Regions from separate parts of the Mus musculus genome. Here regions 1 and 2 are each linked to region 3. A link is a contact called in public HiChIP or PLAC-seq data. All regions are on one chromosome and are shown on one strand. The core of a region is the stretch at or near the end of the contact, and the rest is flanking DNA. Distances in the headings are between cores, read along the strand shown. Region 1 overlaps Gfm2 (G elongation factor, mitochondrial 2). Region 2 overlaps Arhgef28 (Rho guanine nucleotide exchange factor (GEF) 28). Region 3 has its middle 24 kb from the start of Gm41030.

Evidence for each region. HiChIP or PLAC-seq counts read pairs in DNA pulled down with a chosen protein or histone mark.
Region 1: a FOXA1 HiChIP or PLAC-seq map of pancreatic cancer cells shows a contact between it and region 3. The contact joins two enhancer-like sites. A contact is called at or near these places in 1 of 115 datasets of contacts at active chromatin or transcription factors (pancreatic cancer cells) and 1 of 9 other capture datasets (embryonic stem cells).
Region 2: an HNF4G HiChIP or PLAC-seq map of pancreatic cancer cells shows a contact between it and region 3. The contact joins two enhancer-like sites. A contact is called at or near these places in 1 of 115 datasets of contacts at active chromatin or transcription factors (pancreatic cancer cells) and 1 of 9 other capture datasets (embryonic stem cells).

Annotation. Positions count from the first base shown.
Region 1 is chr13:97,171,715-97,174,791 of GRCm38.p6, reverse strand. It overlaps Gfm2 (G elongation factor, mitochondrial 2), which reads right to left. Exons shown (of 21, transcript NM_177266.5): 18 at 2,101-2,280; 19 at 1,737-1,852. Among named protein-coding and RNA genes, the nearest start is that of Hexb, 25 kb to the left of the region's middle. Within about 2 kb of position 1,786, at least 15 of the 459 cell types and tissues checked have an H3K27ac peak or open chromatin away from gene starts, as enhancers often do. A contact at or near this core is called in pancreatic cancer cells, where this site is marked.
Region 2 is chr13:97,989,139-97,992,476 of GRCm38.p6, reverse strand. The region is part of intron 11 of Arhgef28 (Rho guanine nucleotide exchange factor (GEF) 28); the gene reads left to right. Among named protein-coding and RNA genes, the nearest start is that of Gm34388, 97 kb to the right of the region's middle. Within about 2 kb of position 1,351, at least 4 of the 459 cell types and tissues checked have an H3K27ac peak or open chromatin away from gene starts, as enhancers often do. A contact at or near this core is called in pancreatic cancer cells, where this site is marked.
Region 3 is chr13:97,501,538-97,505,118 of GRCm38.p6, reverse strand. No RefSeq gene overlaps it. Among named protein-coding and RNA genes, the nearest start is that of Gm41030, 24 kb to the left of the region's middle. Within about 2 kb of position 1,873, at least 27 of the 459 cell types and tissues checked have an H3K27ac peak or open chromatin away from gene starts, as enhancers often do. A contact at or near this core is called in pancreatic cancer cells, where this site is marked.

The sequences.
Region 1 (3,077 bases), core at 537-3,036, 330 kb after region 3:
TATTCCTGAGCAGAGGGCTCTGGGGAGCTCACTGTATAAGGAGCCAAGAAGTTAGAACTTGTACAGTGGCCACATGCTGGAAAGAACAGCACAGGAGAGCACCTCAAAAAGCCAACAACAAAGGCAAGAGTCAAGACAACTGTCTACAAATACTTTCTGTATTTACAGTTTATAATCTTAGACTTCATCGGCCACAGAGGGAACCTGACCATGTTTTCAAGATAAAACAATCATGTGGGAAAGGGTAAATATAAGAGAAAAATGCTTCCTTTAGGGAGGGACTGGCCTCCCAGAGCTGCCCTCTATCCTTTTCAGACTTCTGAACAGTACCTCACTGCAGAGCTTCCACACCAGCAGTAGCTGCAGCCCATCTCGGAGGACTCAGTCTTGTCCCCCACTGGGCCCCAAGCCTAGCTCAGCAGTTTCTTTTCCAAGCACGTCTCTGGCCTTTCTTATTTGCTGATGGCATTAGTAGATCTCAGTTTGCTTAAATGTACTTCTCTGATTTCCTTTTTCCAGCAAACACCAGTATTTCTATTCCTGTTGCTGGCATCTTGATTCAGACATCGTCTAGTTCCTGTCTGTCCTAGACTGTCTTTCCCGTGCCAAATGCCAATCACTTCTGTGTTCTGACTATATATACTTCACTGATCAAAACATTTATTCTCCATTGTTCCCAGAACACAGTTCAAACCTTACTTAGTGCTTGAAAGCTTCAGTGTGACCTGTGACTTTACTCTCCAGTGCTAGGCTAAGGTACTCCCACACTGGGAAACCGCATGGGGGTTGATCAGATCTGGTGGGCCACTGAGGCAGGAGGCAGAAGGCCATGACACTCAGGACAACTCAGGTGATCACATGCATGGAAGATGCTTGGCCTAAATCTGTTGTTCAATGGGACTGATTTGTTTTTGTTTTTTAATGAAAACAATCTTATTTGGACAAATTCAAATATTTGAAATTAAAGGTTTGAGAGATGGTTCAGCAGTTAAGAATACTGTCTGGTCTTGAGTTCAATTACTAGCAACCACATGGTGGCTCACAACCATCTGTAATGGGATTTGATGCCCTCTTCTGGCATGCAGGTGTACACAAAGATAGAGCACTCACATACATAAAATAATCTTTAAAAAGAAGTTGAAATTCACATTAGATTTCCATTGTCCTTTACATTAAAGCCCAATGTCAAGCTGACCTCAGATCTGTCCAGTTAAATCCACCAGGCTTTGGGGCTGGAAAGATGGATTATCTATCTAATTAATATATATATATATATTCCCCTCTCCCCAGCCAGGCTTGTAGCTAACTGTAACATCTCAAAAGTAAAAAAAGGAATGTCTAAACAAGGTGCACTCTTCACAGGCCCAGGTTTTGTTTGGAAAGATCTTTTGGTAAAATCAGAATGTTTTGTTTAACCTTTCTGACCAGTAATTTCTAAAATCTTTCAAATGAAAATTTAGTTTTAGAAATCAAAGATTTCCCATACAAGAGCTAGTTTAAAAGTTTTAAATCCCATTTGTGTGTGTGGTATGTGCTCATGTAGAGGTCATAGGACAACGTTCTGAAGCCACTATGCAGTTCCTGAGCATTAAACTCAGAAGCAGGCTTTTGGTGCTAAGTACCTTTACCCACTGGTACTAGATCTGGGTGGCCCCATGGTGACATAAGGTCTGTGGAATCTGCGGTGCTGGCCTCAGTGCCCATCCTTAATGCAGAGCATGAAGGGTGCTCCGTACCTTCTGCATACACCGTGAGATGCAGGCAGTGACCATAGTTGTGGAGGTGCCAGGGTGAATCATCAGTGAGTGCAACGTCATTGCCACATCCTGGACTGGGGATCCGAGCAGAGGTCCTGGGTGGGGAGAATAAAGCACAACAGTACACACAGTCCAGTAACAAGGAGCAATGCAGCAAGAATTCATGTGAAGTCCAAGCACAGAGAACACTGGCGTGTCTGTAGCACACGGACCAACTCGGAGGCTGAGTGTAACATCAAGGCAGAGTGCACAGTGCACGCTAGTACGCCCAAGATCCTGGCTCAAACTCCAGCATGAGAGAAAAAAAGAAACAGTCACCAGGAGACAGGTGTGTGTCCCTTACCCTGGAGGCATGCACTGTGGACGGCACTTTCAATGGCCTCCCGAGAGGCCTGCAGCAGGTCTTCACCCACACAGTCAGCATACTCGATCTTGGCCACAGCACAGGGCTCTTCTGCTGGCCGGACTTCCAGCTCCGCACTCACCAAGTGCCGCTTGTCTCCAAGCACCCTATCGAGGGTGTCTGCGGACAAACACATGGAAATGCGTGAAGAATAAGGAGGGCCTGCACTCGAGGCTCAACGTTTGCCAGGATAATGAAGGAAGCCAAAGAAAGATGCCAGGAACAGGCTGCCCCAGGAGACTGTCTGCCCTTGCTGAGATTGCTTGTATCTGAGACCCCTCAAAACTAAGTCTTTAAAAGTACCAACCTTGGGGAAAAGGTAACACTCAAATTGTATGACATCTAGAGAGTATAAAAAGCTGATAATAAAAACTATAAACCTTGTTCCTCTGCCAATTTCCAAATTTAAATTTCCTATATTCCTTCAGCAATATTTAATGTTTCTCCCTCCCCCAAAACTAGTAAAGTATTTTCTGAAATACAGAAAAACAGCTTTCCGTGTTTTGTTTTGTTTTGTTTCTGGATAGGGGGTTCTATTTTCTTTGTAAGTACTAGGGACTGAACCCAGAGACTTTGCTCACCTTGAGGTGAAGAGTGACCACTGTTATTTTGCTTAAGGGAACCAAATACAGAAAACCTGAGTGCTGACATTCAGGACAGAAACATAAAAACTGCACCTCCTCTAGAATGCTATCTGTATAGGGACACTGTATTAAATAGCGGAATTATTCATGCACTTCATACAATAAATATGAATTGACTTCAAATTCTTAGTCCCATTTCAGTGGTAAGGGCTGGAACAAGCCAGTGATTTCACTGTCCCACGGCCACTAGAAAACACATTTGTCTGATGGGTGGGGGGGGGGTAGCAGTGGCACCAGGCCTTCTATACTAATTTTTTTTTAATACACACAGTA
Region 2 (3,338 bases), core at 102-2,601, 490 kb before region 3:
GATTGTTTAAAGAGACAATTTAGTCATAGAAGGCAGACGAAGCACACATAGTTATTCTGCTCTCCTAATAAAAATATTCCCAGAACTTCAGATTTGTATTTTCATGTTCCTGTTCTGGGAATTTTAAAAATCCACTTGCTACAAATACAGAGATTTTCCTTTTTTAGAATATCAGAAAAACTAAGCCAGGACTCAGGGGACAGAAGTAGGAAGATTACAAGCTCAAGGTCAGCCTGGACTGCACAGTACCTATCAGATGTCTCCCTATCCACCCACCTATTCAGCCAACACACACACAGTTACTCGGAGGAAGAAGGAGAGGCTGGTTTGCTGAGAACACCTTCTGTCAGGCTGCTTCCACAGGCTAGCCCACTCGTGTGCACTCTCTCCATCTTGAGAGATGCAGGAATGATGGCCGGGAGGCCAGGCCGGTGGCTGCAGATAATCCTTTGTTGCCTTGAGCTGACTACAGCTCCATCCCAGCAGTGCCTGCTACCATGGGAGTGTGGAGCCTGAGAGACAGAAACCACGCAGTGAAATTTACCAAAGTGATCAATAGCACGAGAGACAGGAAAGAGAAATTTAGGGGCCACACAGTCAAAAGTGTAGATGGTATAGGGACTAGGTTAACTTAGATGAATCTTCCATTTCCTGAGGGCTAGAGCCATGTTTGATGGGGCCACACACTAGAATCCACATGCTGCAGCTTTCTGCCTATCCTGTATCTAAAAGCCACAGAAGACCTTTCTCAGCTTAGCAGGACAGCAGAAGTTCGCAGAACCCGTTCTCAATCCCTGCCTCTGTGCCCAAAGGATGCAAGAGCTCGTAGAAAAGATGAGCAGGAAGCAGAAAAAAAATCTCGGCCACACTAACAATTTTGGGAAGTTTGGGTTTACCATGGTATCTCAACCAGTCTGAAATCCTAGTGGCAAAGTCATGGTTGTCTTCAGGTCACAGCGTGTTGGCCACAGTTAACTTACTTTCCCTAAGGAGACAATAACAAATTATGATTACAATTTACCCTGGGACAAATAGCCCATGGATAGGTTATTTGTTTCCACAGTTCTTTCTCAGTTTTAGTCAAGGTATTATAAAATAACGTTCTCTTTGGATCCTTTCCAACTGGGAACACAGCACACTCATGGTAGCAGAAACATCAACACACTGTAGGTTTCCCATTATCAGCCAGAATGTGAGCTGATGTCTCAGATTGAGCTGTGTAGCCGGGTGCATTTGGGTCACTCTGTTTTCCACCATGGGAGTTTCGCGAGGCCAAGTCATCTCCTGTGGCAGCTGCAGCTGAGGGGAGGTGGGAGGTGTCAGTCGTTCCTAGTCTGCCCTCAGTTGGATGCTATCAGCGACTCCTGTCACAGAGGCGTTGACCGTGTGGCTGGAATGACTCATTCCAGAGTCTTTTCCTTCTGTGACTGTTTGTCATAAAAGTTAACTTTCTCCCAGGGACCAAGCCATCAACCAAGGAGTACACATGGCTCCAGCTGCATATGTAGCAGAGGATGGCCTTGTCATGCATCGAGGGAAGGAGAGATCCTTGGTCCTACAAAGGCTCCATAGATGTCCCAGTGTAGGGGAATGGAGAGTGGGGAGGTGGCAGTGGGTGGGTGGGTGGGTGGAGGAGCACCCTCATAGAAGCAGGGGGAGGGAGGATGTGATAGGGGGTTTCTGGGAGGATGGGAAACAGGGAAAGGGGATAACATTTGAAATGAAAAAGAAAATATCCCCCCCCCCAAAAAAGTTAACTTTCTGGAAAACCCAACAATTTCATATGTATAGGATGTAGTGATTATATTACTTAAAGTCCATAGCTCTTTTAAGAAATCAAGAAGCAAAATAAGCCATAAAATGACTATTTTAAAATATCAAGTAACAAAACCTTAGTTGACGGGAAACAACCATTTGTGTGATTTTAAAACTCACATGCCTCAAACACTTCTCTGTCTCATCATAATCCACAGGGTAAAAAAAAAAAAGCAGTTTTATACAGTGGCCTGTGGAATGTGTTCTGGGATCTTACACTTTATGTCACTGTAAAGGAAAGTTCTGATTATAGCCTAATGGATCCACCTGACATCCCATTAGTGGGCTATGACCATAAAGTCTACAGGCAACCATGAAGAGTGCCTTCCAGGCTTGGACAGAGAAGAGTTGTCACTGTTTCCTAGTGCTGAAAGTAAGATAGTGATGGAGCATCCAGGAAGTGTGCACAGCGATAGAATACCTTGTACTGTAACCGGAAGGTGGCAGACCCACAGTAGGATATTACTGCGCACTGACAGAGTCCACTTCACCAGCGCGGAGACCATAGCTGAAAACTCTAATCAGGCACGCTCTGATGCACGTGTTTCTCCAATCTTAGACTGTGTGTTAGGAGACCATGCAGAATCTTGAACTAGCTATAATCTACTATAACTCCAAACCAATAACATTTATCAGGAATATTTATACCAAGCTTCATTTTTCATTAAAATTAAAGACTCTAACCGACTCAGAGAGGAGCGGAGGGGAGGTGGGAGGTGGGAGGTGTCAGTCGTTCCTAGTCTGCCCTCAGAGGTATGCTATCAGAGCAGCTCCAGTCACAGAGGAGGTGTTGCCTGTGTGGCTGGAATTACTCCTCATTTGAATGAGGAAATAAATAAAGTAGAAACATGCCTCCAGATCTCTCTTCTGCTCCATGCTAAGGAAAAGATTGCAATGAGCTCTTGGAAGAGGAGCCTGCAGTTACTAACAGGTTTCCAAGGGCCTTCCTGTGCCCAGGGACTAACTCAGGGCTAGAAATTGATCTGAAGTTTAAATTATAAGCGTGGAGTAAGAACTCTATTTGAGAGTCATTTAATTTATATAATCAATATTCCACTAAAATAGCCTGTTTAAAAAAAGAAAATCCAAACTGGGCTATTCAAAATTTCATTTTCTGTTGTTTGCAGTCCTAATAAGATGATTTTCCAGTATTGTGTTGGATTAAAAAAAAACCCATCTTCTACCACTGAAACAGCCAAGAAAATATGCTAAAAAGTACATTTCATTTTAATGTACCCATGGCCATCCGGGATCACTCATGACCACCCATGGCCACCCATGACCACCCATGATACCTATGATACCCATGACTACCCATGACCACCCATGACCACCCACGGCCACCCATGACCACCCATGGCCTTGATGCTTAGTGGAATGGTTTAAAATGTAAATGTTATAAGGGACTGAACCTTGAACGTGTACACTTGCATTCTGTCCTCTGACATTATGGTTATGAAAGTTACATGGGAAGAAAAAAGCTGCAATCAGGAAGAATCTTTACATCTTTCTGAGATTTTCAG
Region 3 (3,581 bases), core at 624-3,123:
CAGATCCAGCCCAGCTGCTCACAGTCGCTCCCTGTGATCTAAACACATTCTGATCTATGAGAACTGGGTTCCCCATGGCTCGCGTTCTGTTTCCATAACAAGCCAGGCTGGCTGGTAGTGCCTTTAAGCCACAACAACCATTTAATCATTTTTCATGCTATGTCTATACCAGGAATTTGGGAAGGACTCAACAGGGTGTTTCTGGCTTACAGATTACATTAGCTTTGTATCACTGTAACAAAATACCCACGATAAGCGACTTATCAAGAGGAAAGGTTTATTTTGGCTCCTGATTTCAGATGTTCCAGCCCATGACCAATCGGACCTTTTGCTTTGGCCCTGGGCAGCATATCATGGCTGAGTTGACGACAGAGTAAAGACATTCACCTCACAAACAAGACATGAAAAAAGACATAGAGAAAAAAAAACTGCGGTCCCACAATCCCCTTTGAGGAGATACCCCTAATCTTGTAAGGTCCCACGTATGTAAGTTTCCATCTCGCAGTACCTCCAAACTAGAGCCAGCTTTCTAACCCATGGGCCTGGGGAACACAGTTCAGTGCAAACAACAACACAGTCTCTTGTGCAGTTAGAGTCAGTGGGTGTGGGGAACTCACCCAGCTGGAGACTGGCCAGATGTGTTTCTCTTCATGCAGTCTGTGGCTGCCTGGTGGTAATTCCATGGGCTACCATGGGCCTTCTCCTGATGGGGCTTTCAGGGAAGGCTTGTGTGATGACCAGGAGCTCAGTACTGATGTTCCAGGGGACAGGGAAGGACTGAACCATTTTGTCCAGTCTTGGGAGTTACATCGTATTGGGTTTTGGCAGTTATAAGTTACCAGGATACAGAGGTCTATGTTGACCAACATTCCCAGGACTATTACAGAGATAATGTGCGGGGGGCGGGGGGGAAGACCCTGCTGGTGGGAGAGAGCCCTGCAGCCACCTTGCAGTGGGTGTTGTCTTCGGAAGAGGAGGGACCACTAGTAAATGATTCAGAATCTCCCCTACGGCTCAATGATCATCTCATCGGCATGGCAAGGGCCGAGCTTCCTGTCTTCTGAGAGGGTCTTGATTTCCTTCTCTTCCCCCAGTTCCTTACTCACCACCATGTTTGAAATTCCAGATCTTCTCCTCTAGTTCATGGTGGGCAATCACAGCTGGATAGCACTCCTTCCTAATGATTGCCATGCCACCACAAAGACACACCAAGGGCCAATCCATACCTGCCAAATACCACAGAAAGGGTCTTGTCATACCTACCCTTGCCCTTCAGGGATCCTCCTACTTTGTTCAATCTAGTCCCAGACTGAATTCTAGATCCCATTGGATTGATCACTTTGCACCAGTGGCTGCTCCCTAAAGGGTACAGACCTCGTGGCTGTCACCTCCAGAGATACTTCAGTCCTGAACAATGGTCTGGGCTCTCTTATCCCTTCTGAGTCAGCCCGGAGCTGTTTATTTTACCATCTGTGTCAGCAGTTAAGAAACCCTGTGTGAATCTCACCACCCGGCAGCCAAGTCAGCATCTAAAGCAGGCTCAGAACTATGGCTGGCGTTCAGCACAGTGCTCCAAGACCTGAGCTCTACGATTTTCCAGAAGTGTAAACTCTAGACAAGATACTGAGCCAACAGAATTCCTGTCACATGAGACTAAGTACCTTTCAGTCTTTATCCTTGGGCTCAAATAAGGTAGAGTGTATGAAAATGAATTAAAGACTGTGCCATACAACAACAATACTTGTTGTTGTTGTTGTTGTTGTTCTAGTTTGTTCTTGTTATTAGCACAGCCTTCTTTCACAGGGACTGTGTAACCTTATGCCCAAATATGCTTGCCCTGTATTAGTCACCTCCCTGAAAGCCCAGCCAATCAGCCACACCATTTTCTCCTCTGTATCCTACCTTAGGAGACTGGCTCAGGGAGTGCCATCTGGCTCTACTTCCTCAGTCCTCCCTGTGTCGGGTAAGTGGTGGGCAATTTCACCCTCTGTACAGATGCCTGTAATGCCAACCTAACACTTCAGGAAGCTCTGAGAGGTGGGGCTTGAAGCTCACACACACATACCCAAGCTGTGTTCCCTTGTAAATGACCAATATCAGGCCTTCTACTGTGGCTTGAGTGTGGTTTGTCCTTCCAAGGTCCATACAGCACGCATGGACCCAACACACAAGCATTGGGAGGCCATGGAAACATCGAGGTAGTTAGACTGATTTTTCTATTTGAGTTCTTTCTGTCTCTCTCCTTCCTTCACTCATTAACTCTTTCCCCATCTGCCTCCCTCTCTCTCCCTCTCTCTGTGATGTCTTCCTCAGGTACTCACAGTGACACTAGCCCGCACCATGAGCTGAGCACACAGTTGCCATGCTCACAAACCAGAACTACAAGCCAAATACACCTCTTCTCTGGGTAAGTCACCTGGCCTCTGATATTTTGATACATCAAATGGAAAACATACAACTACATCCTACCAGCTCCTATTCACTCCACTAGAGCCCATGTTCCTGGCAGCCAGGTAGGAAGACAGCAATGAGAACAGGCCAAGACTCCTGGATGACAGCAGCTAGCTGTGGGTCCAAGAGCAGAGCTGGGAACAGATACCTCACTCCTTTCCCAGGAGGCCACCCCAGGGACTGATGCCCCAGGATGTTGTATTTCACACTAGTCTGTGCAAAGCCTTACCAGAAGAAACGTTTTCAAGAGTTCAGGCTTGATGTTTCTAGGCTCTGCTTGTTCGTGAGGTATTTGTTTGTTGTTTTGTTTTTCACCTTACTGTGATCTTTGAAGCTGGCCCAATTTTGAAGGTCTTAGGCCATTAGTGCACGTGCACACCTGTGCGAGAAGGGGGCGGGGATTTGTGTGTGAAGGGGGAGGGGATGTGTGTGAAGGGGGAGGGAATTGTGTGAGGGGAAGGGAATCTGTGTGAAGGGGACAAGATATGTGTATGTGAAGGGAGGAGATGTATGTGAAGGGGGAGGGTGTGTGTGTATGTGATGGGGAAGGGGATGTATGTGTGAAGGGGGAGGGTTGTGTGTAAAGGGGGAGGGGATGTAACATTTCCAACAACAGAGAGCAGGCAAGCCAGAGAGAGGGAGGGACTGAGGGAATGAGAGAGGGAGGGAGAGAAAGAGTGAGGGAGTGAGGAAGTGAGAGAGAATGAGAGAGGAAGAGAGGGAAAAAGAGAAAGTGAAAGAGTGAGAGATGGAAGACTGAGGGAGAAAAGAAGGGAGGGAAGGAAGGATGGAGGGAGGGACAGAGGGAGGGACAGAGGGAGGGAAGATCTAGGCCAGAGGTAAGAGGAAATGGAACTGAAGAGGCTTCAGAGGAGATGACAATGAGGCAAGAAAGAATAAGTAGAAGCTTAGCATAAAGGTCAGCGCTCACAAGAGGGCTGGGATAAGAAGAGAAGGAGGGAATCCCCGAAGTGTGCTCCTGGGGGTCCTGCCAGCCCTGGAAACGAGCCTCTAAGAGCTCATCCCCACCAAACTGAACCCCAGCTTGACTGTGTTCCACTGTGACCCCCAAACAGGCCAACAAAGAGTATATCACCCTTAGTCTTACTCCTGGACTCTTGGTGCCCTTT